Regions from separate parts of the Mus musculus genome. Here all the other regions are linked to region 4. The links are chromatin contacts, called in public promoter capture Hi-C maps. All regions are on one chromosome and are shown on one strand. Each heading gives the region's core, a stretch centred on a gene start, on an enhancer-like site or on the middle of the called end of the contact. The rest is flanking DNA. Distances are from core to core; before and after follow the strand shown. Region 1 holds the start of Wdr26 (WD repeat domain 26). Region 2 holds the start of Hnrnpu (heterogeneous nuclear ribonucleoprotein U). Region 3 holds the start of Desi2 (desumoylating isopeptidase 2). Region 4 holds the start of Sccpdh (saccharopine dehydrogenase (putative)). Region 5 holds the start of Cox20 (cytochrome c oxidase assembly protein 20). Region 6 holds the start of Adss (adenylosuccinate synthetase, non muscle). Region 7 holds the start of Cnih4 (cornichon family AMPA receptor auxiliary protein 4).

Evidence for each region. Promoter capture Hi-C pulls out the DNA fragments that hold promoters and counts their contacts.
Region 1: a promoter capture Hi-C map of liver shows a contact between it and region 4, with 4 times the contacts expected there. The contact joins the promoter of Wdr26 here to the promoter of Sccpdh in region 4. A contact is called at or near these places in 2 of 39 promoter capture datasets (hippocampal neurons and liver).
Region 2: a promoter capture Hi-C map of hippocampal neurons shows a contact between it and region 4, with 3 times the contacts expected there. The contact joins the promoter of Hnrnpu here to the promoter of Sccpdh in region 4. A contact is called at or near these places in 10 of 39 promoter capture datasets (the 3T3-L1 cell line, the HPC-7 cell line, HPC-7-derived erythroid cells and 5 more) and 4 of 115 datasets of contacts at active chromatin or transcription factors (astrocytes, bone marrow-derived macrophages, embryonic stem cells and 1 more).
Region 3: a promoter capture Hi-C map of liver shows a contact between it and region 4, with 5 times the contacts expected there. The contact joins the promoter of Desi2 here to the promoter of Sccpdh in region 4. A contact is called at or near these places in 4 of 39 promoter capture datasets (liver, pre-B cells and stem cell-derived epiblast-like cells) and 1 of 115 datasets of contacts at active chromatin or transcription factors (astrocytes).
Region 5: a contact with region 4 is called in a promoter capture Hi-C map of liver, with 5 times the contacts expected there. The contact joins the promoter of Cox20 here to the promoter of Sccpdh in region 4. A contact is called at or near these places in 5 of 39 promoter capture datasets (the 3T3-L1 cell line, HPC-7-derived erythroid cells, liver and 1 more) and 1 of 115 datasets of contacts at active chromatin or transcription factors (astrocytes).
Region 6: a promoter capture Hi-C map of liver shows a contact between it and region 4, with 2.3 times the contacts expected there. The contact joins the promoter of Adss here to the promoter of Sccpdh in region 4. A contact is called at or near these places in 2 of 39 promoter capture datasets (liver and pre-B cells) and 1 of 115 datasets of contacts at active chromatin or transcription factors (astrocytes).
Region 7: a contact with region 4 is called in a promoter capture Hi-C map of hippocampal neurons, with 2.8 times the contacts expected there. The contact joins the promoter of Cnih4 here to the promoter of Sccpdh in region 4. A contact is called at or near these places in 5 of 39 promoter capture datasets (hippocampal neurons, liver, neural stem cells and 1 more).

Annotation. Positions count from the first base shown.
Region 1 is chr1:181,210,677-181,214,521 of GRCm38.p6, forward strand. Wdr26 (WD repeat domain 26) reads right to left here and starts at 1,302. Exons shown (of 14, transcript NM_145514.5): 1 at 400-1,302. The coding sequence starts at 761. It overlaps Gm38664, which reads left to right and starts at 760. Exons shown (of 6, transcript XM_011238899.2): 1 at 760-823; 2 at 1,134-1,370. The coding sequence starts at 760.
Region 2 is chr1:178,335,521-178,339,754 of GRCm38.p6, forward strand. It overlaps Hnrnpu (heterogeneous nuclear ribonucleoprotein U), which reads right to left and starts at 2,295. Exons shown (of 14, transcript NM_016805.3): 1 at 1,433-2,295; 2 at 527-638; 3 at 362-435. The coding sequence starts at 2,051.
Region 3 is chr1:178,185,029-178,188,891 of GRCm38.p6, forward strand. It overlaps Desi2 (desumoylating isopeptidase 2), which reads left to right and starts at 2,389. Exons shown (of 5, transcript NM_024282.3): 1 at 2,389-2,929. The coding sequence starts at 2,888.
Region 4 is chr1:179,666,856-179,670,499 of GRCm38.p6, forward strand. Sccpdh (saccharopine dehydrogenase (putative)) reads left to right here and starts at 1,376. Exons shown (of 12, transcript NM_178653.3): 1 at 1,376-1,690. The coding sequence starts at 1,501.
Region 5 is chr1:178,317,047-178,320,883 of GRCm38.p6, forward strand. Cox20 (cytochrome c oxidase assembly protein 20) reads left to right here and starts at 2,107. Exons shown (of 4, transcript NM_025511.2): 1 at 2,107-2,162. The coding sequence starts at 2,124.
Region 6 is chr1:177,794,639-177,798,595 of GRCm38.p6, forward strand. It overlaps Adss (adenylosuccinate synthetase, non muscle), which reads right to left and starts at 1,871. Exons shown (of 13, transcript NM_007422.3): 1 at 1,574-1,871. The coding sequence starts at 1,756.
Region 7 is chr1:181,149,339-181,153,604 of GRCm38.p6, forward strand. Cnih4 (cornichon family AMPA receptor auxiliary protein 4) reads left to right here and starts at 1,593. Exons shown (of 5, transcript NM_030131.3): 1 at 1,593-1,723. The coding sequence starts at 1,655.

The sequences.
Region 1 (3,845 bases), core at 52-2,551, 1.5 Mb after region 4:
TGCTGTCGGTCAGGGGTGGGGGTGGGGAGGTGTCCCACAAAGATGCCTCTGAGACACACTTGAAAAACAAATCCTCCAAGGTTCATTATTTCCACCGCTCTGATCCACCCCTCCCCCAGCATAAACAACCTCGGTGTCCGCCTTCCCGGACAGACAATCCTGCTCTGGAGGTGCGCGGGGAGGGGTCGCCCTGGGTTTCCACTACCCCTCCCCAGCCCAGGCGGCTCGGCTGGCCTTAAGACATCGGGCCGATTCCCTTTCCTAGACCTCCCCTCCACCGCCCCCCCCCCCAGGGCTGTCTGTCCCCGGCCTCCTGCGCACTGGGCCCCGGGGTCCCCGCAACCCACCCGGCCGCTCGGCCCCGGCCTGGCCCTCACCAGTTGTAGGACGGACACTTACTTGAGCCCTAGGCCATTGAGGTGCTGTCCTATGAGCCTAATGACATCCTCATCGGACTGCGAGAGCCGCTTCTTCTTCTTGAGGCTGCTGCCCAGCTCGGGGGTGGCCTGGGCGGCGGCGGCGGTGGCGGAGGCCGCGGCGGCCCCGCCGGGAACCCCGTTATTGACACTCAGGCTGTTGCTATTGTTGCCAGCGGCGGAGGGGGCGGCAGGCAGGAGCCCGTTGGCGTGGGCCAGGTCCCCCGCGGACGTCGCCGAAGGGGACGACTCCCCGTTCTGCGCCGACAGGCAGGCGAGCTCCGGGGTCTGGCCCTGGCCCCCGCCGCCCCCGCCGCCGCCTCCTCCCGCCCCGTTGGCCTGCATGGTGCCGCCGCTGACCAGGCTGTGGCCGCTGCTCCGCTGCGGGGCGGCGGGGGCGGCCGGAGGCAGTCCCACCACCACCACCACGGAGGAGGAGGAGGAGGAGGCGGCCGGCGAGGGCGAGGGCGGGGGGGGGAGGCCTGCTCGGCCCGCCGAGGCCCCGGGCTCTCCTGCTCCCTCCGCCGCCGAGGCTCGGGGCTTCTTTCGCGGGGGCGGGGAGGCTCCGCCGGCGTCCGAGTCGGAGGAGGAGGAAGCGGAGGCCAGAGTTTCCTCGCCGAGAGAGGCCGTGGTGGGAGGCCGGCGGGGCGCGGCGGGGGTCGGCGGGGCGGGAGGAGGGGGAGAAGGAGGACCGGGCCCTTCCCCCCCCCTCCGGAGGCGCTCGCGGCGCGGCCCGGGGGCTCGCGGGCACTGGGGGGGGCGCGGGCCCGAAGCTGGGAGCCCGGACGGCGGCGGCGGAGGCGGCGGCGGAGGCAGCGGCCGCCTCGGTGCTGGGTCCGCGCCGCTCCGCTCCCTGGTGTGTTGATTCTTCCCCCAGCTGCTGTCTAATGGAGTCCGGGCGCTGGCGTCACAGGAAATGCCTATACTGCCCTCCTCGCTCACTTCCGGCAGCAGGTATGGAACCTATAGGGGGCTGTCACCCGGCACGTGTGTGTCCGGCGGCCGGGGTGAGGCCGTGGGGTGAAGGCGAGGGCGGCCGGGGGTGGGGGTCCGGCCCCGGCGGGGAGGCGCGACTCAGCACGACCTGGCCCGCCTGTGCGAGGCCGCCCTGGCTCCCCGGGTCAGGCGTGCGAGCTCGGCCTGCAGTAAGTTCGCAGCCTCGCTCCGGGGCCCTGCAGGGTGGGAGGCGGAGATCACGTCCTCGCCCTGCACCCTGAGTGACCCAGAAAGGAGCGAGCGGCCGGCGTGGAGGGGGCCGCAGACGCACTGGCACGGGCCAGGGTGGGGCCGCCGGCGGCCTGGTTTTGCAGCTTGTGACTTCGAGCACAAGGGTGTGCTAGGCCCCTGGCCACCGGCTTCTTGCTCTGCACTCAGGATTTAACCACTGCCTCGGTTTAGGGTGGAAACACTTGAACTTGCACAGCCAAGCACCACACACAGTTGTATCCGTGTCAGTCCAGGACAAGGGAGATGACAGCAGAGCTGAGTGTGCTCCACCCTGGGAAGGCGAAGTCGGCCGTAAACTGCCTTCCCTCTGGGAGGAAAAACAACAACTCGTGGGGGCAAGACGTTTCAAAGGCTGAGGGTGTGTAGAGGCGCTTTGCTTTGGAGTTTTACTAGGTTTGTTTTGTCTTTCTTTTAAGTGCTCGCTCAGATGTCTTGTTCCTGGTTCCTGTACCTCTGACCGAGGGGTGGGATTGGGGCACCGTTTCAGATTCTGGTTTGAAATTTTCAAGTGGCCGGAGTTTCACTGTCCCAGCGCTTTAAACGGCTTTCTTGAGTGGAGAAACACAGCAGCAGAGAACTGAGTAACTATGTTACTCTGTGGCAAATGGTCCATGGGGCCCTAGTCAGTTTCATGGACTTGGGTCGTAGCATGTAGACCTGGTGTGGACAGATATTTTTCCTGACGTGACTTCCATTTGGGAGGAAAACAACAACAAAAAGACCAAACAAACAGACCCAACAGCCTTAAGCAATACATCTTATGTCTCTGAAATTTACAACACTCACAGCTCAGTAATTTTTAGGTCTTTGGGGACAGCCTTTTTTAAATTTAGAAGTGTAATAAAAATTAGCCTATGATTTGTCAAGAATCCTGAGCTCTCTTCATCTTGAGACTGGGAAGAGAGACAGAGACCAGGGCAGTCTTACAGAGATCTAGCATTGTGGCTGTCATGCTTTAAATATGCTTTCAGGTGTCAGCTGTAATTGCAAAGTGACTCACATACGGTGTTTGTATTCACCTGAGACAGACCTTCATTTTAGCTGAGGTTCATAGGGCACAGACAGTATATCCAGCAGAGCCAGAATTACTAGATAGTCAATGCCCTCATAGAGCCCTGTACAGCAACTTTAGAAATCTCATTATCATGAAGGTTGTTAGTGTTTAGGCAAAATTTACTTTCTGAAAAATGGTTTATCGTAATCTACTGGTTCCTAGCAACCTTCAGGTGGATCAAGTCAGGAGCTTAGTTTGAGTAAAGTCTGTAGCTTTTATAAAGAAAAGGACCATTTAACTATAGGCCAGGTTTCCACTCCTTAACAAAGGGGGAGAGGAGAGGAGCAATGACTAGGACTTCATCACCATCCAGGCTCAGTGCGCACATCTCAGCTTTTCACCTCAGAGTAGCCTAGATGCCTCTTAGAAGTTCTTGAATTTATGAAATCCATATGCATGTGCCCCTTTTATCTATAGTAAAACATTGGGAGCTTATTGTCTGACTCTAGAGCCTTTAGAGACAGGTTTCGGCTCCACTTGCAATAATTTTGGAATACTGTTCTTCACATTCAGAAGGCTTTAGTAACCTCATGTTACCCACATGTTAAAAAAAAAATGTATAGTTGTCTTGCATTCCCTAGTGGATCTGGTCTTATCTCAGTCTTTCTTTTTGGCTAGCTCTCTTTTAAAAAGCCTTTTGTTTTTATTTTATTTTTAGTTAGCTCATAAATTATGTGTTTCAGATTGTACGGTGTACCTTTCTGGAAAGGTTTTAATCTCTTGCCATCTCTGTGAACCCTTTGTCACTGTTGCCGAATTGCTAGGCTTGTTTCTTCTGAAGACCTCCTGTCTTCTCCACAGCCCGATTATGTGGAGTTTCTCTGTCAAGACTCAGCTCCTGCCAGGCGTGATGGCACGCGCCTTTAATCCCAGCACTCGGGAGACAGAGGCAGGCGAATTTCTGAGTTCGAGGCCAGCCTGGTCTACAGAGTGAGTTCCAGGACAGCCAGGGCTACACAGAGAAACCCTGTCTCGAAAAACAAAAACAAACAAAAAAAAAAAAGACTCAGCTCCAGTGAACCTCCTTAGGGGAGTGTCTCCCAGCTTCCAGCCTTTGGTAGGACTATGACTTGTTAAGGACTCCCCAGGACCGGAGATTGCGGATGAGCTCATCCGCTGGCTCTCCTGAGGTCACTTAAGGGGAACCT
Region 2 (4,234 bases), core at 1,045-3,544, 1.3 Mb before region 4:
CATAGTTCCACGAGAAAAAACTAAATCATGTAATCTAAGGACAAGTTACAGGCAGGTTTTTAAAAAAACAAGTTTCTGATAGCCGAGCAAAAATTATTTAGTTTTACATCCCCCAAGTACTGAGAAGTTTCAACTCGTAAATATTACCAATTACTAGAGCTTGTTAAATCAATACAACTGAAGTGGTATTAATATTAAACTACTGTAGCCTGAGCATTAAGCTACTACCTTCCTGCTTTAAAATAAGTTTCTTAACTGGTTTTTTCCACTTTAAGATCAACACATTTTTCCTAACACTTAAAACCAATGTTAACACTGCACTTGAAAACTAGCAAAGAGCGGGAAAGTCCGCCTCACTTACAAGTATCAAGACAAACCACTGTGTCATCGAAGTGTTCGTCTTCTTCTTCAACAGGTGGCTGAGGAGACTTGGCTCTGAAAGACAGAATTGTCTCCTGATAAAGCTTTCCCCACCTTGTATACAAAAAGAGCGGGCGACTGTTAAAACTGGGTGAGGAGCCTCTACCTGCTGTACTTGTTTTCTTCGATGTACTCAAAATACCCTCGGCCATGATCTTCTCGCGGTCTTTTAACGCCTCTCTTTTTATCTCCACCTTTCTGTTCTGTTTTGCCGTCTCCTATAACGACACAGAACACCGCCTTAAAGCATCAGGCCGAAAACTAAATAATGCAGTTAAGCACCTTTTGTGTTTCGAGCCTCAAGAGCTGTTACTGATTATTTTTTTCTGACTGATTCTTTGACTTTTTTAATCGACAAATGAAAATAAAAAAGTCTGGACTTGGACTGGACACAGTGACGCAGTCTGAAGACTGAACTTGCCAGCCTACCGCAACCTTCCAGAAAGCATTTTTTAAAAAGAGTTTAAAAAAAAAAAAAGCGGGACACCGCCCGGGCCCACGTGCGCCGGCCGCGCTCAAACGAGGGGGGGGGAAGCCTGGGCCCACCTCCCCTCCCCCACACGAGCCCGCGTGCCCCGCCGCCGCATTGTACTGAGCTTCCGCCCCGCTCCCCGCGCCTGCCGCCGGAAGTGACGTCACCACGAGCCCCTGCGCTCCTTGCACAATACCGCGGCGCTAAGCCGCCAAAGCCCGCCCGCTCCGGGACCTTCGGGCTTCTCCCCTCCCCCCACCGCCGACATGTGCCCGGACCGCGCGCACGCAGCGCCCCAGCGGCCGGCGCTCCCGCCCGGCCGGCCCCCCCACCGCGGCAGCTGCAGCGCTCCCCCCACCCCGGCGCCCGACATACATAATGGAGGCGCCGCCGGCATGGCGAGCAGAGCCTCCCGGGGCTCCCCCGCCCCCACCCTCCCGCGGCGCTCGCCCCGAGGGGCCCCGGCAGGCCTGGGGCACGGTCCCCACCGCCACGCGCACCCATCACGCAACACTCACCCGCCACCTTCCGCCTTCTTACCTCCCGCCTGCTGTTGGCCCTGCCTCGCCCCTGGCGGCGCCACCGTCACCGCGAAGAGCGAGGTGGGGCCGCTGCTCTTGCCCGCGGCCTCCTTGCCGGCACCACGCTGCTGGGAAGGCTGCTGCTGCGCCGCCGCTGCCGGCGGTTGGGACTGCTGCTCCCCGTGACCGTTCTCGTCGCCCGCGCCCTCCTCCTCGTCGCCGAGCTCGTCTTCCCCCTCCTGGAAGCCCTGGTCGTCGCCGTTCTCGTCTTCCGACGCTGCCTCCTCTTCCTCCATCGCGCCGGCGTCAGCCGCCCCCGCCGCCCCGTTCTCCTCGCCCAGCTCCATCTGGTCGCCGTCCAGAGCGGCGATGCCCTCCTCCTCCTCGTCGTCTTCGGCGCCAGCCGCGGCCTCCTGCTCTAGGCCCGCTCCCGAGCGCCCGGCCGCATCGCCACCTAGGTCGAGACTGCCGTTCCCGGGCTCCATGGCGGGGCGGCCTCCTGCCTCGTTGTCCAGCGCGGCCTGGAGTCGATCCATGAGATCGGCCTTGAGGCCCTTGTCGGAGAGGCGCCGCTTCTTGAGCTCCTCCTTCAGCTCCGACACCTTCAGCTTCTTGACATTAACAGGCGAAGAACTCATGTTGAGGGCCCCGGTTCCCCGCTGACTGCTGGCTCCCTCGGCCTGTGGCGGCGGCGGCTGCTGCTGGTCGGCCCGGGCGGCGGCTGCGGCTGGAGATGGCTGAGTGCTGCTGCAGAACGGACCCGCCTGGTGTCGAACGGCGCCAATTCCTTTCACCGAGTTCGCGAGGCAAGACGCGGAGACTCGCCCGGCGCGAGCGAGCACGCAACGTCCTCTCGCAGGGGCGGCGCCGCGCACGTAATATAGGCGCCCCGCCCCCTGCCGAGGCGAGGCCCGCTAGAGCGGCTGCGCGCGCAGGCCCCGCCCCGCCCCCACTGCGCGACCTCCGCGCTGGGCCGGACCGCGCAAATGGAGGCTCTTAGAAGCCACCTTTCGGTTAAACGGACCCGCCGCAGTGGCCGCCGGCCTTTCCGGCTCTTGAGCCGCCGCGCTCCACCGGCGCTCTGCCTTCTGTGTCCTGGCGGAGGCTCTCCTCCACCCGCCTTCAGTCCTCACCTGGCATTTTCCACTCGAGAACAACCTCCTTTCTTCCATCTTAGTTTAGTTTTTTGGTTTTCGGGTTGTTTTTTTTGTTGTTGTTTCTTGGGTTTTTTTTTTTTTGTTTTGGTTTTTGTTTTTTTTTTTGTCCCTCCGGCTCTAGGTTTAAAAAACTCTTCAAGTTTCCACCGCTGCCCTGTAGAACACCCATAGGCGATTGTTATGCAAAGGTGGTGTTTTGTTTAGTTTTTCCACCATTTAACTGCGTTTTTAAATTTTACAAGTCCTGCCTTGCCAGTCGGACTTATTTTAAGTTCCGCAAGGGCGAGGCCAGAGCCTTTCTTTTGTCTCTTCCCCAACCAGTGGTGCAAGGTTTGGGAAAGAGGCTTGCTGTACTCCACCATGCCTAACAGCCATATAGAGCGGGCCTTGTGTTGCTACTCACCGTATTTTCTATTGACCTTTGAGTAAGCCTTAGATTTTCATGGAAGTTCCCCTCGTTGTACTATAAAGATAGGCCTCTGTCCCCTGCAAATCTGATCCACCAGTTTGGAGACCCTTTAATTACAGATGAGGAAGACAGCCAGCACCCAGCTAGATTATGCACTTTGATCCTCTCCCTGTTTTTTCAGCCACTCTAAACATGTTTGTATACCTGCTGACTTGTCTACAAACTGGTAGTAACAAAAGGCTGGGATTTAGTAAAAAAAGAAAACACCTGTAGTTCTATTACTTGGCAGAGTGAGGCAGAAGTATCAAGAGTTAAAAGCTAGCCTGGGCTACTTAGTAAATTCCAGGCTTATCTGGGTTGAATACCAGACCCTATCTCAAAAAAGAAAAGAAAAAAAATTATGATTTGTTTTCTGGCATTAAATATGTTGTGTTCTTGAAACTTTTATATAGAATTTAATTTCTACACTGGGGCCTTCCTGTGTAGATTGCACCCAAGCTATGCTTGGTGGTACATGTGTATAATTTCAACACTTGGGAGATACAGGTAAGATGATCAAGAATTCAGTGTCAGCCAGGCAGGCAGTGGTGACACCCAAGTTTGGCTCCAGCGCTCAGGAAGCAGAGGCACCCCACCCACCCACCCCCATCCCCTCACCCCCACCCCCACCCTGTCTATGAAGCCAGTTCCAGGACAGCCAGAGCTACACAAAGAAACCCTGTCTCAAGCTAAGCAACTAAGCAACTCAGTCAATAAAATTCATTGTCATCCTTGGCTACAAAAGTTCAAAGCCAGTAGGAGATACCTGAGACCCTGTCTTTACAAAAACCAAGCACACCAAAATGTGAAACTATATATACTGGTGCACTGGTGCTCTGGCAGTAAAGCTGTGGTCCCTGTATTCCTCCTGTTCATCTGAAACTTAACGGTACAGAAATGAAACCTATCTGTCCAATATAATTTAACCAATTAATAAAATGATTTGTTTATTTGGTTTTTTTTTTTTTGAAGGGTCTCTGTGGCCAAGGCTGGCTGTCTATGCCTCCTATGCACTGGAATTAGAAGCATGCATTACTGCTCCCTGCTGCAACCATTTTTAAAAAGCATTATCCCTGGGGGGCTGGTCAGACATCTTAGCAGTTAAGAACACTAGCTGTTCTTCTAGAGGTCCTGAGTTCAATTCTCAGCAACCACATGGTGGCTCACAACCATCTGTAATGGGATCCGATACTCTCGTCTGGCATTCAGGTGTGCA
Region 3 (3,863 bases), core at 1,139-3,638, 1.5 Mb before region 4:
AAAAAATAAATCTTTTAAAAAAAGTAACCAAGCCAGGTGGTGGTGGCATACGCCTTTAATCCCAGCACTTGGGAGGCAGAGGCAGGCAGATTTCTGAGTTCAAGGCCAGCCTGGTCTCCAAAGTGAGTTCCAGGACAGCCAGGGCTATACAGAGAAACCCTGTCTCAAAAAACAAAACAAAACAAAACAAAAATAGTAACCAATAGACTTGGCAATAGTGTAATGTTAGAGTAATGTTAAATAATGTTATGATGCTTTTACAATAGTACATTTCCATATGGTTTTTCCAAAGGCTATTCATGTTAGTTGTCCTCCCCATATTGCCTTCTTTAGCCTGACCTCCCACCTCCTCCCCCTTTTAATATTTCTTTCCAGCTGCATTTTTTCAATATTTCCTAGTGCTTCAACCCTTAATTTCACATAGCCTATAGTCATCTGCAAAAGAAGTTCCAATTAACGGATTACCTTTATCAAATTAGCCTGTGGGTATTGTCTTAACTAATTGATATAAGAGGGCCCAGTATACCCTGGGTGTTACATCCCCTGGAGAGGTTGTCTTGAGTTTCTTAAAAAAGCTAGCCAAGCATAAACCAGTGATTGAGCCAGCAGGCACTGCTCCTCCAAGGTGCTTGCTTTAAGTTCCTGCCCTGTCCTGACTTCCTTCTGTGATAGACTGTGACCCCTAAACCTGTTCTGCCCTAAGCTGCTTTCTGTCAGAGCAGGTGTTATCACAGCAACAGAAAGACTGCCCAACAAGTCTCTAGGCTTTAAGTTCTACTGAAATGTTTATTTTAGTCAGATTAATGGTTGTGACTCCATTTCATTTATGCAAATGCCTACTCAACATCTCATGAGACTCTAAAAGGCACTGAAAATATAACATGACCTAACAGTAATTTCATTTCCCTTTCTAACCTGCTTCTCCCTCAAATGTTTGATATATTATGAATAACATACTATCTACCCAAATTTGTCAAACATCCAGGACCTATTTTTGAGACTACCCCTAACTCCCCCAACAAATTTAATGTCCACACTTTTTAATATAAGGCTGGTCACTAGACTCCCAAGATGAGGAAGAAACCAAGCCACAAATCCAAAGTGCCTTTTAAATCTCTTGCATTATATCTGTTAATAACCCATTGACCAAATCAAGCCAAAGCTTGCTAAAGACAGTAGAGAGAGGCATCAAAGGTCATATATAATTTGAGAAGCCACTTTTACAATTTACCACGTTAATGGTCATGTTTCTATTTCCCTTGCCTCATTAAAATTTCACACAGAAACTCAAGCAATTTTTAATTTTTTAAAGTTATTTATTTATCTGAGTACATCATATCTGTCTTCAGACATATCAGAGGAGGGCATCTGATCCCAAATATAGATGGTTGTAAGCCACCATGTGTTTGCTGGAAATTGAACTCAGGACCTCTGGAAGAGCAGCCAGTACTCTTAAGCATTGAGCTTTCTCTCTAGCTCTCAAGCAATCTTTTAAGAGACTTATGTACATATTCATGTCGTTCCTTGGCTCAAACCCTACCAACTCTTCATTTAAAATCCAACCTCAGAGTTTGGAGAGATGGCTTGCCCACTAAAAGTACTTGTTGCTCTGCAGAGGATCTCAGTTTGGTTCCCAACACTCAGGTCAAGCAACTTACAGCAGCCTATAACTTCGGTTGCAGAGCATCCCTGCCCTCTGTCCTCTTTGGTCACCTGCACCCCTTGCTGTCTTTGTCTCTGTCTTCTGTCTTTCTCAGTCTCTTTCACTCTTTCACACACAGAGACACACAAACACACACACAATTGATAAATCTAAAATGTAAAATAGATATTCAATCTCAGCTAACTGAAAACTCAGGATGTCTTCTGACCAGTTAACTGCCTGTCCACAGATCACCTCTTTGCTCATTATATTCTAGCCACAGAGAACTTTTATTTTGTTCCTTAAGTACAAAAAACATGTCTTATGTCTATGTACTTTTGTCTCCTCTAATTGGAATTCTTGGCTCTCTTATATTTGACTAGCTTTCTGTCATTCACGAAATGTGAATTCCGTTTTGAGGGTTAAAGGAGACTTTCTTACATCCTACTTTTACAAGGGTAACCTTCCTCCCTTTATTGCCTCACTTCTATATTTTCAAAAATTAAAAAAAAAGCAGAAGGGCTTTGGAAAACTTAGTCATCACTTCTTCACATTGCGTTGGATTCACATCTCACGCTACAAACACCAGAAACAGCACTGAAAACTAAAAGGCAAATGGAGTCTCTGCTCGCCAAGGACGAACAGCGAAGGTTCCCCTGACAAACTCTTCGCAGGACTTTCTGGGAACTGTAGTCTCCCAGGGAGACGTGAGTGCCTACAATATCCTGGTGAATGCTGGGATATGTAGTCAGACTGCTTACACGCCCAATAGGAATCGCGGGTTCTCCCTCTGCTTTCTGGGAACGGTAGTCTTTCTGCGACCTCGAGCCACCAGGGTGAAGAGGCATCCGGCCTGTCGCCATTTTAGGTCTCCAGCTGCAGAGCCTGAGAGCCTCAACGCGCAGGCGGGCTCATCCCTGGATCCTGGCCGGCCCCGCCTCCAGGGTGCCTAAAGCCCGCCCCTCGCCCAGGCCCCGCCTTCCCCCACGTGTCTGCGGCCGAGGGGAGGCGCCTGAGCTGGAGCTGCCTCTCCACCTGTCTGGCCGGGTCCTCGTACAGGTTTCTGACAGCGTCTCCCGGGAGCGGTCCCGGCTGCCGGATGCTTCCGCCCCGGCTGCGGTGGGCCGGGCTGGACGCTTAGTGCCCGGCTCGAGCCCTGCCTGAGGCGCCCGCGGGGGTGGCAGCGGCCTCCGCCCCGCGGAGACCGAGCGGCTGGAGGACGAGGCGGCGGCCGTGGGGAGAAGGATGGGGGCTAACCAGTTAGTGGTGCTCAACGTCTACGACATGGTGAGTGCGTCCCCTGGCGGCCCGCGCTGGCCGGCCCTGTCAGGGGTCGGGACCCCGGCCCGGTGCTTCCTGCCTCGCGCCTCCGCCTCCAGCTTAGTTCTCAGGGGTGGGGGGAGGGGACAGTCGCGCTGTCTTCTAATCCCGAGACTGGCCCGCGCGCCTCCTGGAGGTGTCCCAGTCAGTCCGAAAGAGGGCTTGGGCTCGAGCCTCGTCCCAGCCCTCAGCTCCCCTGGCTGTGGGCCCGACCCCTGGGCGGATGAGCCGTGTCCTATCCGCGAAGCTTCGGTCGCAGGGCGACCTCCCTCCCAACTGCCACCTGGCCTCTAAGCTGCTCAGCTCCCCTCTGCCCTGCTCCTGCTGGCCCTTGTCTGTCTCCAAATGCTCGAGGCTTCCGACAACTCTCAAGCCCTTCAAGTCTAGAAAGTCACAGCTTCGATGCGGATGCTAGCGTCTCCCCAGAGGTGAACCGGAGCCAATACACCCTCACCTCCAAGGCATCCTCATAAAAATGAAAGAAGCGAAAATTTATGTAGAAAATAGCGCCATTGAATTATTTAGCGATCACAGAGGTGATCCTAGAATCCGAAGGCCACTTTCCAGGTGATGCAACAGGTGGATGACGTGACCGCTAGAGAGGGAAAGACAGCCTTGTTTATTATGTCATCTAACTTTGAAGAACTGAAAACATTCAGGCTAGGGTTCAAAGGCTGGATCCCCTCAGGTTCCAAGTGCAATAATACCCCTAGAAGAAGCACCTGGTAGAGAATGATCGCCGCAGGGAGGCTACGTTTGGGTGTGTTCACTCTCCTTTGGTTACTTAATTTTTGTTTTGTAAAGGATAGCCTTCCCCTGAAAAGCCTGAAATTTCTTGGCTATGCATTGACACATGAAATTTCTCCAGCATTATTTCTGTTGGCTTAAAAGTACTTAGAAG
Region 4 (3,644 bases), core at 126-2,625:
AGTACCAGATCCCCTGGAACTGGAGTTACAGAAGGCTGTAAGTTGCCTTGTGGGTGCTAGGAATCGAACCTGAGTTCTCTGGAAGAGCATCTAGTGTGCTTAACTGTGGAGCCATCTCTTCATTCCCCAAGAATTTCTTGATCGTGAGAGAAAACCAACTAGAGCATTAAAAACAAAACAAAACAAAACAACAACAACAAAAAACAGCAGGGGAAGCTGGTCCAGTGCTCAGGAGGCAGAGGCTGGTGGATCTGAGCTGGAGGCTGGCCTAGTCTACCAAGAGAGTCCCAGGACAGCCACCAGAGTTAACAAAGAGAAACACTGTCTCAAAAAAACAAAAGAAAAGGAGTGGGGTGGGAAGTGGGGTGGAAGGCTTGTAATTCAAAGACTCAGGAGACTGACACTGGAGGACCCAGATTCTGAGGCCACAGAGAAGCTGTCTGGAAACAAAAGCAACAACAAAACTTTAAGCAAGCTTAAGACAAAGGAAAACAAACAAACAAACAACGCTCAACAATAATCAGCAATTTGGGCAGCCCTGAAAACCAGAGCTGGGTCTAAGAAATCCAGAACGGAATTCAAGTCAAGTGATATTTACAGAAAAAAAAAAAAAAAATCACTAAGGCAAATGAGAGGCTTCATGGGATAGTGGTCATCTAAATACCCTGGCCTAGCTGCTGTACCCACCCCCATGGACATTCTGCTTTCTACAATAAGTCTCAACGAACACGATTAGGTTTGGTCTGTAGCAGCTCCGAGAATAGCTCAGTAGGCACAAGTGCTTACTGCTGATCCTGACATTTGATCCCTAGACTAGTTGTCCCCTGGCTCCTGTGGCACGGGCGTGTGCACAGACAAGACATACAGACGCATAAACAAACTTAAAAATAATTTAAAAAATTTTTTTAAAGGAAGCCTAGCCCAAAGCAATGGTCTCTGACACCATCAGAAAGGCTGGATGACAGACAGTCAGTCCAATGCTCTCAGCTCGGGTCACCAGCGTTCCTTATTGCTAATAAGCTTCTCCTCCGCCACCGACTTCCAAGCTCCAGTTCTCGGCGTGGGCGACCCCCCGGCCGTCTCTTTTCGCAATCCCCCCAGAGAAGCGGGAAGAACCGGCCCGCCCTGGTTCTGCTTCAGGGGAACCAAGAGGACGCGATGATTCGGGTGGCCAGATTGATGCGGGTAGCCGGGCGGCGGGCAGCAATGGGCCGTCGGCCGCTCCTGTCAGCCACCGAAGCGGACGTGCAGCCCGAGCCGGATGTGGCGGCGCGGCACCGGCCGGTGGCCCGGGATGCGGCGCAGCAGCTTGGTCGCGAGGAGGCGTGGGCGTGGCTGTGGGCGTGGCCCGCGCGTGGGCCGAAGGGAGCCGGGCGCTGTAGCCGCGCCGACGGCGGCCAGGACAGCGGCGGTTGCTGCGCCCGGTACTGGGGTCCCGGCCTGAGGCGCAGGCGCGGTGGACTCAGCCCGCCCCGGGCTGCAGCTCGCTGTGGACTCGTCATGGCGACGGAGCAGAGGCCTTTCCACCTGGTGGTGTTCGGCGCCTCTGGCTTCACCGGCCAGTTCGTGACGGAGGAGGTGGCCCGGGAGCAGATAGCCTCGGAGCAGAGCTCCCGCCTGCCCTGGGCCGTGGCGGGTCGCTCCAAGGAGAAGCTGCAGCAAGTGCTGGAGAAGGCTGCCCAGAAACTGGGTAACACGGCGGGGTCGCCGGGGTGGGCAGGGCCGGGCCGGGCTGGGCGCAGGTCGCCGAGGGGCGTCTCCCTAGCGTGCGCCTGCATCGAGCCCTGCGGGAGGACCGGACGCCTCGCCTGGCCGAGCCGGGCCGGGCCTTGTTCCGCTCCTAAATTAAAGGAAAAAAAGAAGAAAAGGCTTTTCTCTCCCTCCCAATTTGGGGATCTCCACTGTCGAGAGAGAGTTCAGAACTTCAGTGGCTCCTCTGTCCATCTCTGTTGTTCTGATGGGTTTGAAGGGTTCTTGTACTTGTGGGAAAGGGAAATAAGACACGGATTTCTTGGAGGTCCATTGTAGTTTGTCTCTTGGGGACAATTAAGAAAGCTGAGTTGTACTAGCAATATTATAGTGCACCTATTTTTGTGGCTTGGTGATACGGATTTAGCTCAGCACTTCTGAACGTGGTAAGCATATACACCGTGCTTCTGAGTTACCCCGCTAGCTGCTTGCTTTTTTGTGTGTGTGTGTTTTTCTGGTTTTCAGTTTGTGTTTTTGCTTGTCGAAATCCGCCTGCAGTTCTCACTTTAATTGCTTGAGGCAGTGTGGGCTGACCTGGACATACTGATGCCCTTGCCTCTTCGCACCCCCACCCTCCACTCCAGTCGTCTTATTCTTAATAAAAATGTGGGAATTTTTTTTTTCTTTTTAAGTTTTGGATGTTTACTTATTCTTTCAGCTTCTAGTCAACATGTTGATTGAGTAGTATTTTCCATGCTAGGCCTTGTCCTAAGTGTTGTGATGCACACATGGGAGTGAGGAGGGACACGTGGGTGCTCTTGCGTGTACACACACACACACACACACACACCCAACCTTTTTGCTTTGGGGAAGCACCCGACTTAGAACCCCATAGCCTTGGAGTTTGGCAACTAAATCTCCACCCAGGACAAGTCATACTTGTTCTTCATTCTTTCTATTCAGTTTTATGGTTCCACACTGAGCCTTGTCAGGGCAAGGGAACACAGCCTTTTGTTTTGTGCTGCCATTGCTAACACACAGAACCTTGACAGAGAAGTTTTGGACATTTATTGTTTTCTGGAAAACAGGCCATTATTAAAATACATTGTTCCTTTTATTTTCCCTCAGTGAGAGTATAGCAGTGGTTCTCAGAGACCTGTGGATTGCAGACCCCTTGAAGGTCGAATGACTGTTTCATAGGGGTTGTCTAAGATCATCGGAAAACACAGATGCTTAGATTATGATTGACAACAGTAACAAAATTACAGCTATACATTAGTAACGAAAATAATTTTTATGGTTGGGGTCACTACAACATGAGGAACTGGATTAAAGGGTCACAGCACTAGGAAGGCAGAGAACCACTGCTGTATAATTATAACCTAATTCCTTACCATCTACATTGCCCAAATTAGGCAGCTTTGCAGAGAGTGCCTTAATCAGTGGAGACTTGCATGGCTCTATTGGGTCAATTAGTTCCAGTTATTTCCTTATAAGCTTGGATGATTTTATATAGGCTGGACTACTTAAAAATGAAATCACGGGTCTGGCGAGGTGTCCCAGCAGTTAGAACATGTACTGCTCTTGCTGAGGATCCCAGCAGCTGCATTGGGTGACTGACAGCCCCATGGAACTCCAGCTTGAGGGAATATCTGCTACCTCTGGTCTCCTTGGGCACCTGCACTGACGTGCGTATGTGCACACACACAATTTAGTAAAATAATTCTTTAAAACTACTAAAAAGTGCATTGGCCTCCAAGTCCTCTTTAATTCTCATGGTGCCGAGTGCTGACGGCCTCGGCCTCCTCTCTATAATTGGGTCAGATATAGTTGTTTAGGAGCTGTTTTTGTAATAGAGACATCTTGATGGAAAGGAAGTCAGAACAGGCATCTACTCAGCATATTAACAGATTATAAAGGTTTCATGGTTGAAAGTCTTCAGTGTAAGGTTGCCA
Region 5 (3,837 bases), core at 857-3,356, 1.3 Mb before region 4:
CAACACATCTGCATCTAATGTTATTTTAAATGACTCCAAAATGTATTTGCATAATAATTTTAATTAAGAGAAGGAAAACAGATTGGAAGAACACAACAGTTAACTCCTTTGTTAACTATAGTTCCTATGAGGGGGAAACCACACAACCACTCACCCCAATCCTTAGTTAAAAATTCTACAAGGCTGATTCTACTGTGACAGGAGAGACCTGGAATGCTGCAAGCCTGGAGCTAAATTATCTTAGGCTATCCTTGGCCTCCTTAATAGCCATTCATTGCCCACTTCTATGTATAGCTTAGCATCTATCCTTGTGACTGTCCTTCTGGAATGTATAAACAGAACACTAACTTCCACCAATCCCAAAGACTGAGAATGTCATCAGATGAAATCTAAGGCCAATAGCCAGAGACATTCCATAAACTGAAGTGTCTTATCTCTTTTGTTACCATATAAAACTCATAAGACTGTAACACTTTTATGTTGAATATGGTTTGGGGGCAGTTTGAATCCTGTCCTTGGGTCATGATCATTTACATTTTACTACAGAATAAACTCTATTCTCTTCAAAGTCGTTTTCTTTCATCCACACCTTCAGGGAGAAGGAGAAGGGTGAGCTTGTTACTTTTCATTATTAACTGTTAAAAGACAAAACTGAAAAATATTCTATTTTCGTTAAATTAAGAAACTTTATCGAATCCATGACATTTTTCAAACAAGTGAAATGGACTCCAACTCAGTATACTCTAGCAACGTCTCAGTCACAAGTAAAACGGTAACGCCATTTCCTCGGTATTTTTCCCGTTACGTCCTTTATACCGCAATTAGGAATGCAAAAGAATTCCTCTCTCCTTTATGGAATATTACAACCTTAAATATTACCTTCCAGACAAAAATTCAAAGCCTGGCTAGCCAAGAATTTCAGTAGAGTATCCCAAACTGTCAAGATAACAGTTCCTTTTCTAGTCCTAGTAATATTAGAGCATTATACACTTTGTAACTGTTCAGCTTCCTTAAAAACAAAAAACAACTTACTACGCATAAAGAGAAATATAAATCACTTTTACCCCCTGGGATTGGCGAAAAGCAGTTAATGAGCATGAAGAATAAGACAGTAAGCAGTCCGCATGGTAATTAAGATGAGACCCTCCCAGCTAACACTGACGGGCAAGTAGCGTGCAGCACGTTACATGAAAGGCGGCATGACTCTGCACAATGACAGGCCGGGACATTTTCCGGGGAAGGGCCGTTTGGAACGGAAGAGGCCAAATCGGGAAATAGGTAAACAAAGAAAGGCAAAAGGCCGGGGCCAGGACATTAACCCGAAAACGGAGTCGCCATCGCCTGCTGAACTGGCTGACACTTGGACCCAAACGACCCACGGTCTGGGTTTCTACCCGCTATGTCACCGTCGCGTCACCCACGGCCTCCCTCCCGAAGGAAGGCACTTGCCGCCTGACGCATGCCCCCTAGGTAGCGGCCGCCTCCATTTTGTCCTGAGTCTCCTCCACGCGAGCGGCGCGCTATTTTTAACCTAAATCTGCGGGCCGGAGGGGGAGGGGCGTGGGCCTGGCGGGCGCTGGAAGGCCGCCGCGAGGGACCGAGGCGGGGGTGCGGGAGGTTGTCAAGGTCACCAAAGCTAGGACAAAGGACAAGCTGGGAACGAGGCCCGCGGAAACAGCGCCAGGCGACTTCCGGCAGTGCGGGGGCCGTCAAACCCGGACTCCCGCCCTCTAAGAGGACAAAGCGGCGCGCGACGCGCGGCCCCGGCTCCGCCCTCAGCGCCCAGCACGGGGACGCGCACAACGGTTGAAATGGCGGTTAAGGCGGAGGAGGGGCTGAGGGAAGCGAGTTTCTCGGTGCTCCTTGACTCGGGCCACCCTGCCTGCGAGACAGGAACCGGTGGCGCTTCTCTAGGTTGCCACCACTCGCGTTCCTCATGGTCGGTTGCGGGTTGGAAAACAGTGTGGCCGGTTCCATGGAACAAAGGAGTGTGCCAGGGCGGGCTTCCGGACAGCCCCAGGAACGCTCCCTAAGATGGCCGCCGCCGCGCGGGGATGGGGTGGGCGGAGCCCGTGTTGCTCCCGTCGCGGGCCTGGGCGGGGCGATGGAGAGGACTGGTGCCCATGGCGGCCGCCCCGGAGCCCCACGAGACGGAGAAAAAGGTAATGTTCGCCATGGGGCAAGGGGGGGTGGGGGGAGGTGTGCAGTGCGCAGGCCGCGACCCGGTTTCCTAGACCCATCCCATAGCCGCGAGGTATATCAGCGATCTAGTCCTCATATCCCGGATATATCTAAATTGCCAGTTAAACTAGTGAAGAGCAGGCCTGCAGGGTCAGAAAACGGAGACTAATCCAAAACTAGCATTGGATTTGGTAGAAAGGGCTAATAAAGGGGAAATGAAAACTCTGGAGAGCTGGGCGTGATGGTGCATGCCAGTAATCTCCACTTTGAGGGCTGAGGCAGGGGTGAGTTCTGGGCCAGCAAGTGAATCAGTCCTTTTCCTTGCACAACACAGGAGCGCACACTCACAGGTAAGGTATAGATTTGTTAGTTCAATGTGAGAACTGCAGTTTGACCTCTTATTAAAAAAGACGAAATCTCCACTCTGCATGAAGCCGACATCCTACTGGGGTAACGGGACAGTCGAATTTCATCCATTTAAGCCAGCCGGGATAAAACTGCAGTTTGGCCATGAACTGCTAGGCCTGATAGAATGGCTACAGGAAGGTGTCCCAAGTGGAGACTAATTAAGCCATGGTCAAGTGTCTAAAGATGTCTTTTGTTAAACAACTAAAACACTACCTATCAAATGAAAACTTGCTAGCACAAGTAAGGTCAAATGTAGTGTTTGCTTCATAGCTCATCTAGACTTGCTGAAATTGAACAGTGGGTTTGACAAAAAGACTCTGCTCTGAAAAATAAAGCCATGAAGGCTTGGGATGGGCACACCTTTTAACCAGGCACTTAGGAGGCAGTGAGTTCCAGGATAGCCAGGGCTACAAAGTAAACCTAAAACCTGTCTCAGAAAAGATTTTGGAAGCAAGAGAAACTACTTGAAAATACTTTGATACTTTGGTCGGTTTGCAAAACCGACTAAGACCAAATAAGCAGATGAATAGTCTCACAAACAGGGAGTCGAATAAATGGTATTCAGCTGATAACAGGTCACAAATGTTAAATCCGTAAAAGGAGGGGACACTGCTACTGGAACGTTGCTACTGCCAAATCCCCAGGCCAGTGGAACAGCAAGCCAATTACTGTAAATGTTTTCTCAAGATTCCCGGTGAGATGGAATCTAAGTGTATCTTTGCCTAAACAGTGGCCATGAGCGTGTGGGTACTCAAGTAAAATCAGGAGCATCTAGTTAATATAGTCTTGCAAGGCAACAGAAAAATGGTAGTATTAGGACTTAAGATGTGGAAGCAAGCGCAATCCTCAGAAGGTAAAGGTGCTTATTTACCACCTCTGTTCAAGTCTCTGGAGCTCTTGTGGCAGCCCAAGTCAGACACCCACAGATATAACTTACAGAATTTAAAATCCTTTCAAATTTAAAATCCTTTCAAATGAAAGGATTACAAAGCAGTCCTTTGGGGGGGGAGACTGGTTGAGTACAATACAAAACTGGCTTTTAGGACCACTGATGAGCTTGCCACAGGAAGCTTGAAAGATTTAATGCCAACCAGGTCTCCTTTTGCAATGACACACTTAATGGAAAAGGATGGACAGTCAACTTGAATCCTAGTTTTCTCTTGAACTGGAGTTATGAAACCACCATGTAGGTGATAGGATAAGCAAGGAATCTCTCACAAGAAACCCAATTTTAAGCTATCTGAACTA
Region 6 (3,957 bases), core at 621-3,120, 1.9 Mb before region 4:
GAGTTTATAAGAGTGAGAAGTCTGACCATTTACTTCTCGGCTGGCCTCCTCCTCAATCTTTCCTCTGGGGATTCCAGAGTCATCAGATCAGACTGATACATGACCTCCCTCAAGAACACTTTCTTGGTAACATAGTAACACCGACAGTCTACAAACTGATTCTATAACTTTTTAAAGGTCTATTATTTTGAAACCCTTTTAGAGAAGTGCCACAACGGCTTTGTACAACCACACACTACTCCTCGACGCAGCTGGACCTGTGCACATTTTCAAGTAAAAAAGCAAGCAGTCCTCAAGTCCATCCTTCTGCCCCGCAAGAGTTTAGGCGCTTTGCTAAATCTTCAGCCCAGCTACCAGATCTGATTTTAAAAGTGAAAGGTGAAGGCTGGGCTTTGGATCACCTCCTAGGCGAGTCAGATTCCAGGCCAACACCTGTGAGAGCACCATTAAATATGCATGTTGCCAGACAAGCTGCTGGAAGAGAAAGAACCTGTGAAAGAACCCTGTGAATTGAAGAATGGTGGTAAAGCGGCAGTTGGAGCAATAGGGCTCCACACACAGTAAAAAGATGACCCAAGTCAAAGCACCTGGCCTTTTACAGGCCGGTTTCTTCATACGTTTCAATTTTAGGTAAAAAAGCTTTCCACGATTAGCCTAGACCACAAGGCACCCCCACACAAAACCATGTACCTTCAGGGAGAAAAAAATTCTTACAATCTAAATACGCCACCATTAACTTCCAACACTGCACCTTGTTTTGAATGTGGGAACTGCTCATTTATTTTGAATTCTGAAACGGGGATGATAGTTTTCTGAGAGCCTTTTTCAAAGGCCTACCCTCTAGGCTGCTTCAAAGCAAATGACTAATAAGAAAAAAAAAAAAAAAAAAAAAAAAAACTAACACTAAAACCCACGTGTCTCCGGGTAGGAAACACTGGATTTCCTGAAAGTCAACTTTTTATATTACCGAAGCATTGTAAACATTTCTAAATTATCCGACTTGAAATCTCCGTATTTAGTTGCCTCACACTCACTTTTCAACTTACTGGGGATTCCTTAAGGACCGGTGAGTAATAAAAACAGATCTCCCCTTAATAGTAGTCTATGAAATACGAGTTAAAAACAAAAAACAAACAAAAGCACCGGAGGGCCCCAAACAGTCTCATCGCCCCGTAGCGGATTCTGCTATCAACAAAGTGGACCGATGGAGGCGAGGTTCTGCGTGCCTAAGCCTGTAGGTAATGCAGTGCTGAATCTCGATTTCAGGGAAATTGGGGAAAAGGACCCTTCCTAGTCCGCGCCGGCGGGTGGGCCTGGCCGGGTCTAGCCAGAGTCCCGAGCAGGCCTCGGGCGGAAGCTCCCTCAACTCTGCCCGCGGCGCACCGCCAGCCCAGTCCCCAGACCCCGAAATGCAGCTCCAACATCGCGCATCTTCCAGGTTCCTCCAGAGTCACCCGGAGCGTCACCGGAGACTCCAGGGCAGGGGTTCCCCGCAGCTCCCAGCCCGAGGGACGCACCTCAAGGTGACACCTCACCGCGCCGGCCGTCCCAGAAAGGGCCCGGCTTCCCTCACCTGGCAGCGGCACACGATGTCGGCGTCCTGCGCCAGTAGATCCACCACCTTCCCTTTGCCCTCGTCGCCCCACTGCGCTCCCAGCACCACAGTCACCCGGTTCCCTCCGGACCGCGCCCTGGGGCGGCCACAGTCGCCGTTGGGCAGGGAGGTGGCCGCCGGGCTGCTCTCGGAGATCGACATGGCTCCCGGCAGGGCAGAAGAGCCTTAAGGAGACGGGGCAGGAGAACGGAACGTGAACCCAACTGCTGCGCCGCCACCAGCCACATGCGGAGGAAGAAGGAGCCAGAGGCCGGCCCCGCCCCCGCCCCGAGGGCCGCCACCCTCTCTCCAGGCCCCGCCCCGCGCTCCGCCGCCCGCCCGCTCAGGGCGGGACCACACTTGGCGCAGGCCGAAGCCTCTGCGCGGCCCGCAGGCGCCACGGCCTCAACTGCCGCCACCCCAGGGCGGAGGCCACACCCCATCCCCGGCTTGGCGCGCTGCTCCGGGGAGAACCGCGCGAGAGCGGAGGCCAGGGGGCGGGGCTAACGGAGAGTTCCGCCCTCTGTGCCCGCCCACCAGCCTCTGGCCTTTCAAACTCGCGGTAGGGAAGGGGGTGAAAGAGTGTGGAACTACAATTCCCAGCATGCAATGCTCTGTGAGATGGCCAAGGCATGGCACCACAGTGTCAGGGTTGGCTGGTTTCGGTCTCTAAAAGCCAATTTGGTTTTCTGTGTCTAAACACTTGGGTATCTTAAAGAATGAAATACCCTTACAAAATGTAAACTGGGATTTAAAAATATGTGGAGGCTGGAGTGGAGCCGAATAAATTTAGAACTGAAAAGGGACTAAAAGTGCAAACTAAAAGCAGTAAAAATGAAATCTAGAGATAGCATCCTAACTCTTCCCATTTTTACAGTATCTGGGGCACAAAGATGAGTCAATTGCCTATGTCATATCCGAATGTACCTGGGTTATTTGATCCCCACAACCTTAAAGTTTACAATATTTTGTAAAATACGTTCGTTCTACAAAACAATTTCTCTTCTCCCATTTTTTCTCTGTTGAAGTGTTGGAGATCAAATTCAGAACCTTGTAATTTGATGCGAATACTGTACCACTGAGTTATTCGCCCCCCAGACCTTCGAACTCTTAAATAGCTTATCAGTTCCTCTCATGGGCGTTAAAATGGTACTTTGGACAGTTTGCAGATTGAGTAAGCCTAGGTGCTTCTCAGTGTTTTAATTGTAACTGATTACAGAGTGTGCCTATTGTCTATCTAATGTGGGTTTATCTATGTATTTATTTACTTATTTATATTATTTGTGTGTGAGAGGTCACATACCATGTTGTGTGTCTGTCTGTCTGTCTGAAGGCCAGCAGAGGGCCTCAGATCCCTGGGAGTCAGAGCAACAGGTGGTCGTGAGACATCTGAAAATACAGCTGTTCTCAACCTATGAGTTGAGACCCCCTTAGGGAGTCAATCAACCCTTTCACAGGGACTGCATATCAGATGTCATATCTGTTAGGTATTTACATTATGATTCACAACAATAGCAAAATTACAGTTATAAAATAGCAGTGAAGTAATTGTATAGTTGGGGGATGGGGCAACCACAACCTGAGGAACTGTATTAAAGGGTCACAGCATTAGGAAAGTTGAGAACCACTGAGACAACAGGTGCTAAAGAGGGAATCCAGATGCTCTGGAAGAGCAGCACGTGCTCCTAACTACTGAGCTGCCTCTCCAGCCCTGATCTAATGTTCTCACTGCAACCCAAACTGTGACATTAAATTTTGGTAAAGGAAATAATTGCTTTGAAAAAAGACTAATAATAAAGAATGTAGCTCATTGCTTGCTAGCACATGTAAGACCTAGGATTTAATACTCACCATTACAAACAAATCCATATGGCATAGAATCATATCCTGTGTGCTGTCTCCCAGTGTCCTGATCACCGAGCATCTATAAAGTCCAGTTTTACATTGCATAGTTCTCCTACTCATATACTAATCAGACCAGTCTCTGCTTGAATTCTATGGTGGGCAGGGTTTCAGGTGTGATTATAATAGGAGTACTTACTGTACCAGTACTGGTCTTATCATTAAGTACGGAGAATCTATGCTATACTAAGACCTCTGAGCACAGGTAACACAGTGAATCAAGATCACCAGTTGGGACATGAACGGTGATCTACTACTTCTGTTCTCCTGGTCCTGACTTCTCCCCCCCCCCCCCTTGGTAGCCATTTTAAAAGTCTCTCCACTTTGGTTAAACCATGCCAACTGCCTTGAAACCACAGGAGTCAGCAATAGAGAACTGAGGTCATTTGTTTTTCTGGATTCTTGCCACAAGTCTCTAGAGCCTGATAGTGCCTGGCCATCCAGAGTACTTCTTAATCATC
Region 7 (4,266 bases), core at 343-2,842, 1.5 Mb after region 4:
GACATTGCAACAATGCTTTTGAGTTTTAGGTAGAATTAAGACAAAATTCATCATAATGGGAAATGGTAATTTAATAATTGTGGTTAGCGGGGGTGGGGGTGGGTGGGGTGTGTGTGTGTGTGTGTGCTGTAGAGATGGCTCAGTGGTTAAGAGTACTGACATCTCTTTCAAAGGTCCTGAGTTCAATTCCAAGCAACCACATGGTGGCTCACAATCATCTATATTGGTATCTGATGCCCTCTTCTGGCATGCAGACATATATGCAGGTAGAGCACCCATACATTAAAAAATTTAAACAAACAAACAAAATAATTGTGGTTAATTGTGGTGTGAGCTATTACATTTTCTCAGGATAAAAGACCATCTAAGGGATGTAGGACAGGCCCAGTGTGGTGGTAAAAAGGGTGCTGGATCCGTGGAGATGGAATTACAGACAGTTGTGAGCTGCCATCCAGATTCTGGGAATGGAATCCAGGGAGCCATCCCTCCAGCACACCCCCTACCCCATCCTGTTTTTTTTTCTTTTTTCTTTTTAAGCACAGCAAGTGCCTACTGTCTTGGGCCTCTCTGCTCCTTGTAAATCGTCCAACCCTGTGTGAAACCCTCAGCCTGGTCTCTGCTGCTCTTCAGGGGTTTCTTCCTGCCCTTCAGGGTACTTGGGACTGCTTTTAATTTCTGTGGTTTATTCTATCTCCCCTACACTTACTATGCAAGGTGCAGGCTTGTGGGTGCCTCCCCTCTCTGTTCATTGTGTCTCTTAAGACCTAGAACAGTGCCTCACATACACTACCTGCTTTAAATTTAAATTTAAAATGAAAGTTAAATAAATGGATGAGCGAGTGAATGGCTGCTGGAATTGGCTTCCAAAGGCAACAGAACCCACCCAAGTTCTGTTTTGAATATTTAGTTGCTACTTTATTGCCCTTTTAACCACCAGAGCAGTTGTTTGCTCTGTTCATCTCTGCACTTGAAGTGTACAGTAGCTCTTGGTCTATAGTAAGGGTGTAGTAAAAATTATTTGCCTCCCTCTTTAAAAAAAGGTTGATAACTGGATTCTGTAAAATTCTTCAAATTCAGAGGTGAGAAAGCTTGCTGTTATCAAGAATTGGCAAGCAACTGGGTAAGTGCTGGGGAAACAGGTCAGGAACTGAAGAGCAGAACTCAGTGGCTTTGTATTTGAGATGAAAAGTTATAGAATGCAGGAGGGTAGAGAACAGGCGTTAAAGCAGCCATGTGTGGAGACCTATGCCAATAATCCCAATGCAAAGAGACCCAAGTTAGAGGCCAGGCTGGGCTTACAGAGCAAGATCATACCACTCGCATACAAAGCGCATTCCACAGAAACCAACAATGATAGGCAAGGAAGGATGGATACAAAGTGAAAGAGAGACAGAAAATTTCATATGATAGGCAAGGAAGGATGGATACAAAGTAAAAGAGAGACAGAAAATTTCATACAGGGTGAGTAACTTCATGCAGTGGATACTAAATGAGGGTGAGGTCCACCTGCTATGCTCCCTGGGCACTAGTGAACTTCATTTCCCATCATGCATCGCGTCGCGGAGGTGGCGTTTTTGGACCACAACTCCCGGCATGCCGCCTATCCCAGCGGCGCGGCCCGAAGCTGGTTTGACGGGCGGAGCGGCGGCGGAGGATGGAGGCGGTGGTGTTCCTCTTCTCGCTCCTCGACTGTTGCGCGCTCATCTTCCTCTCCGTCTACTTCGTATCCTTGGTTGAAGCGGGCCGCGGCCGCCGCTCGTTCCCAGGGCTACCGCCGGGGCAATGGGCAGAGGGTGGGCCCGGCGGGCGCTGGCAGGTTGGGGTGAGGGGGCGGCGGCGCGGGCCCGGGTCGCGAGCGGAGGAGCCTCGCTGCGCCTCGGGCGGGCCTGAGCCAGCTCCCCCTGCCTCCTCTTCGCCTGCCTGGGCCGCCGGGGGTCCCCGAGAGAGCGAAGCCGTTCAGGGGCATAGCCGGCCGGCCTGAGGCTTTGCCGCCTTCTCTAGTCCCCGGCAGCACCCTTGCCCCTTTGTCCTTGTGGGTGTCTGCCCTTCTGGAGACTCCCCACACCCAGGAGATGACTCATTCCAAGAACTGGCGGTGTGCTTCCTTCACGTGCAGTTCTTTAGGGTTTTTGAAAGAAGCATCCACAAAGTGTTTCTGGTTGCCTTCCGCAGTGGACTATCTGTAAACTCAGTAACTATACCTGTGGCTTAATCCCCAGTTTCTAAACTTTATATATATATATATAAAATCCGTGTTAACATTCAGTATTTTCTATAGTTGTTTCTGTTACAGGTTTCAAACAGTATTTTCCAGACCAGTACATGGTGTTCTTCAGCCTAGCACTGTAGTAGTTGTGTGATGTGACTTCAGTACTCTCAGTCCTTGGGGGATGATAGTCTTTGTTACAGCACGCTGCTGTAATGCAGTAGTGTAATGCACAGACCACTTTTAAGTAATTAGATATGACTAGTAAAGTGCTCCAGGACCTGTGGCTGTTGCCCCTTTCCCTATGAAATCACGTCCTCTTTTCTGATCGAATTGAACTTTTTGTTTGTGCAGCCCTGGAATGGCTGCACAGAATATATTTCCCGCTTTTATGATGAACTGACAGTTTGTCTTAATAGGAAGAAACAAACTTTGGAACTATGAACCTTGCCCAGTACTGTATCTTACCTGCTTCGATTTTCTTTAGGATTGTAGATATGTATTTCCTAAATATACACAGTGAGAATTTGTGTCAAACACCCAGTGGCTGCCCAATTGAAATTATCTAGCAGCAGTTCTTACTTTGATGATTTCTCATGCAAAGAGCCCTGTGTTTTATTAGCTTTGAGGAACTGAATAAAAGGGCAAGATCTCTTACCTAAGTTCCAATGACCATTGTTTAGCTTATGATATAAGGGACCAGAGCTGTTTGACAGAAATGCAACAACAATTTTTTATTATTTTTGTAGTTTGGAAAATTTGATCATTAAAACAGTCTTGGTGTATAACAGATCATGTATATATGTACATGTTAGCTGGAATGTTGAACAGTGGTTACACAGTCAGGGCACATTTTGGTGAGAATTCAGATTTTACAGTGTTGTAGGATTGTTGGAGTAATTGCGTTACAGAGAGTAGGTGGGAAATGGTCAGAGTAGATTTCATGTAAACTATAGGAGTGTGTGGAATTAGAATAGTGAAGAAATCTACAGGGGAAAGGGGACAGATATTTGCAGTCACTGGTCAGAGCAAGGTGCAGGGCAGGCATGCTTATTTTTGTGTGATGGGTAAAGATCAGGAGCTCATGGTTCCTTAGGGTCATCATGAGATCAGATGGGAAAGGAGGGTTAGATCAGATGGGGGGGGGGTTTCATCCTGCAAGCAGTAGGGAGTCGCTGCAAACTTTTGACATAAACAAAATGACTTTAGGTCAAGGATACACAATTTCTGTTAGAAATAAATTCATGAGATTTTTTTGTTGTTGTTGATCTGAGGGTGTGGCTCAGCTGTAGAGTGCCTCCACAGAATGGATAAAACGAGGAAATACATTTATTTGGTGACAACAGTTAACAAGGTATCCCACTTGTGAAAAATGCTAAGACTGAAAGTAGACTGATTTTACCACAAAGTAACCATGAGAAGGGAAGCATCTTGATTGACTAGGTTTTATCATTCTACAATATATATATATATATATATATATGTTCAAATCTGTTATATGTGATAAAACATATAATTCTGTTTCTTTAAATGCTCAAAAGGCAATAGTTTGCTAGAAAGATGAATCTACAGAGTAGATTGAAAATGAGAAAGATTGGAAGGTAAACCAGTCGAGTTGAGAGTCTTCTGAATTTGAATTATAGTGTTAATTGTGTTGGCATTGACTGATTATGAGTATGTGGGGAAAGTGGTGAGTAGGAGGTATTTGGTTGAGAATATTTTACTTTTTTACTAAATTTTACCTTTTTTTTTTTTTTGAGACAGTGTTTTAAGTATCCCATCATAGCCTTGAAATTCAGATTCCTATGTAGCTGAGGGTGGACTTGAACTTCTAATCCACTCATCTCCTGAGTGCTAGAATTGCTTTCTGAAACATAAATACTCAGACAGTGTAATCCCCGAGGCTTGGCAAATGGCTCTAAGATAACGTTCCTGCTGTGCAGGTGTGAGGACTCAGTTCTGATCCCCAGCACTGGGGGGAAAAAAGACAGAAGCATCCCAGGGCCTGTTAGCCAGCCAGTCAGTCAAACAGCAAGCTTCAGTCTTAGTCAGAGGCGGTG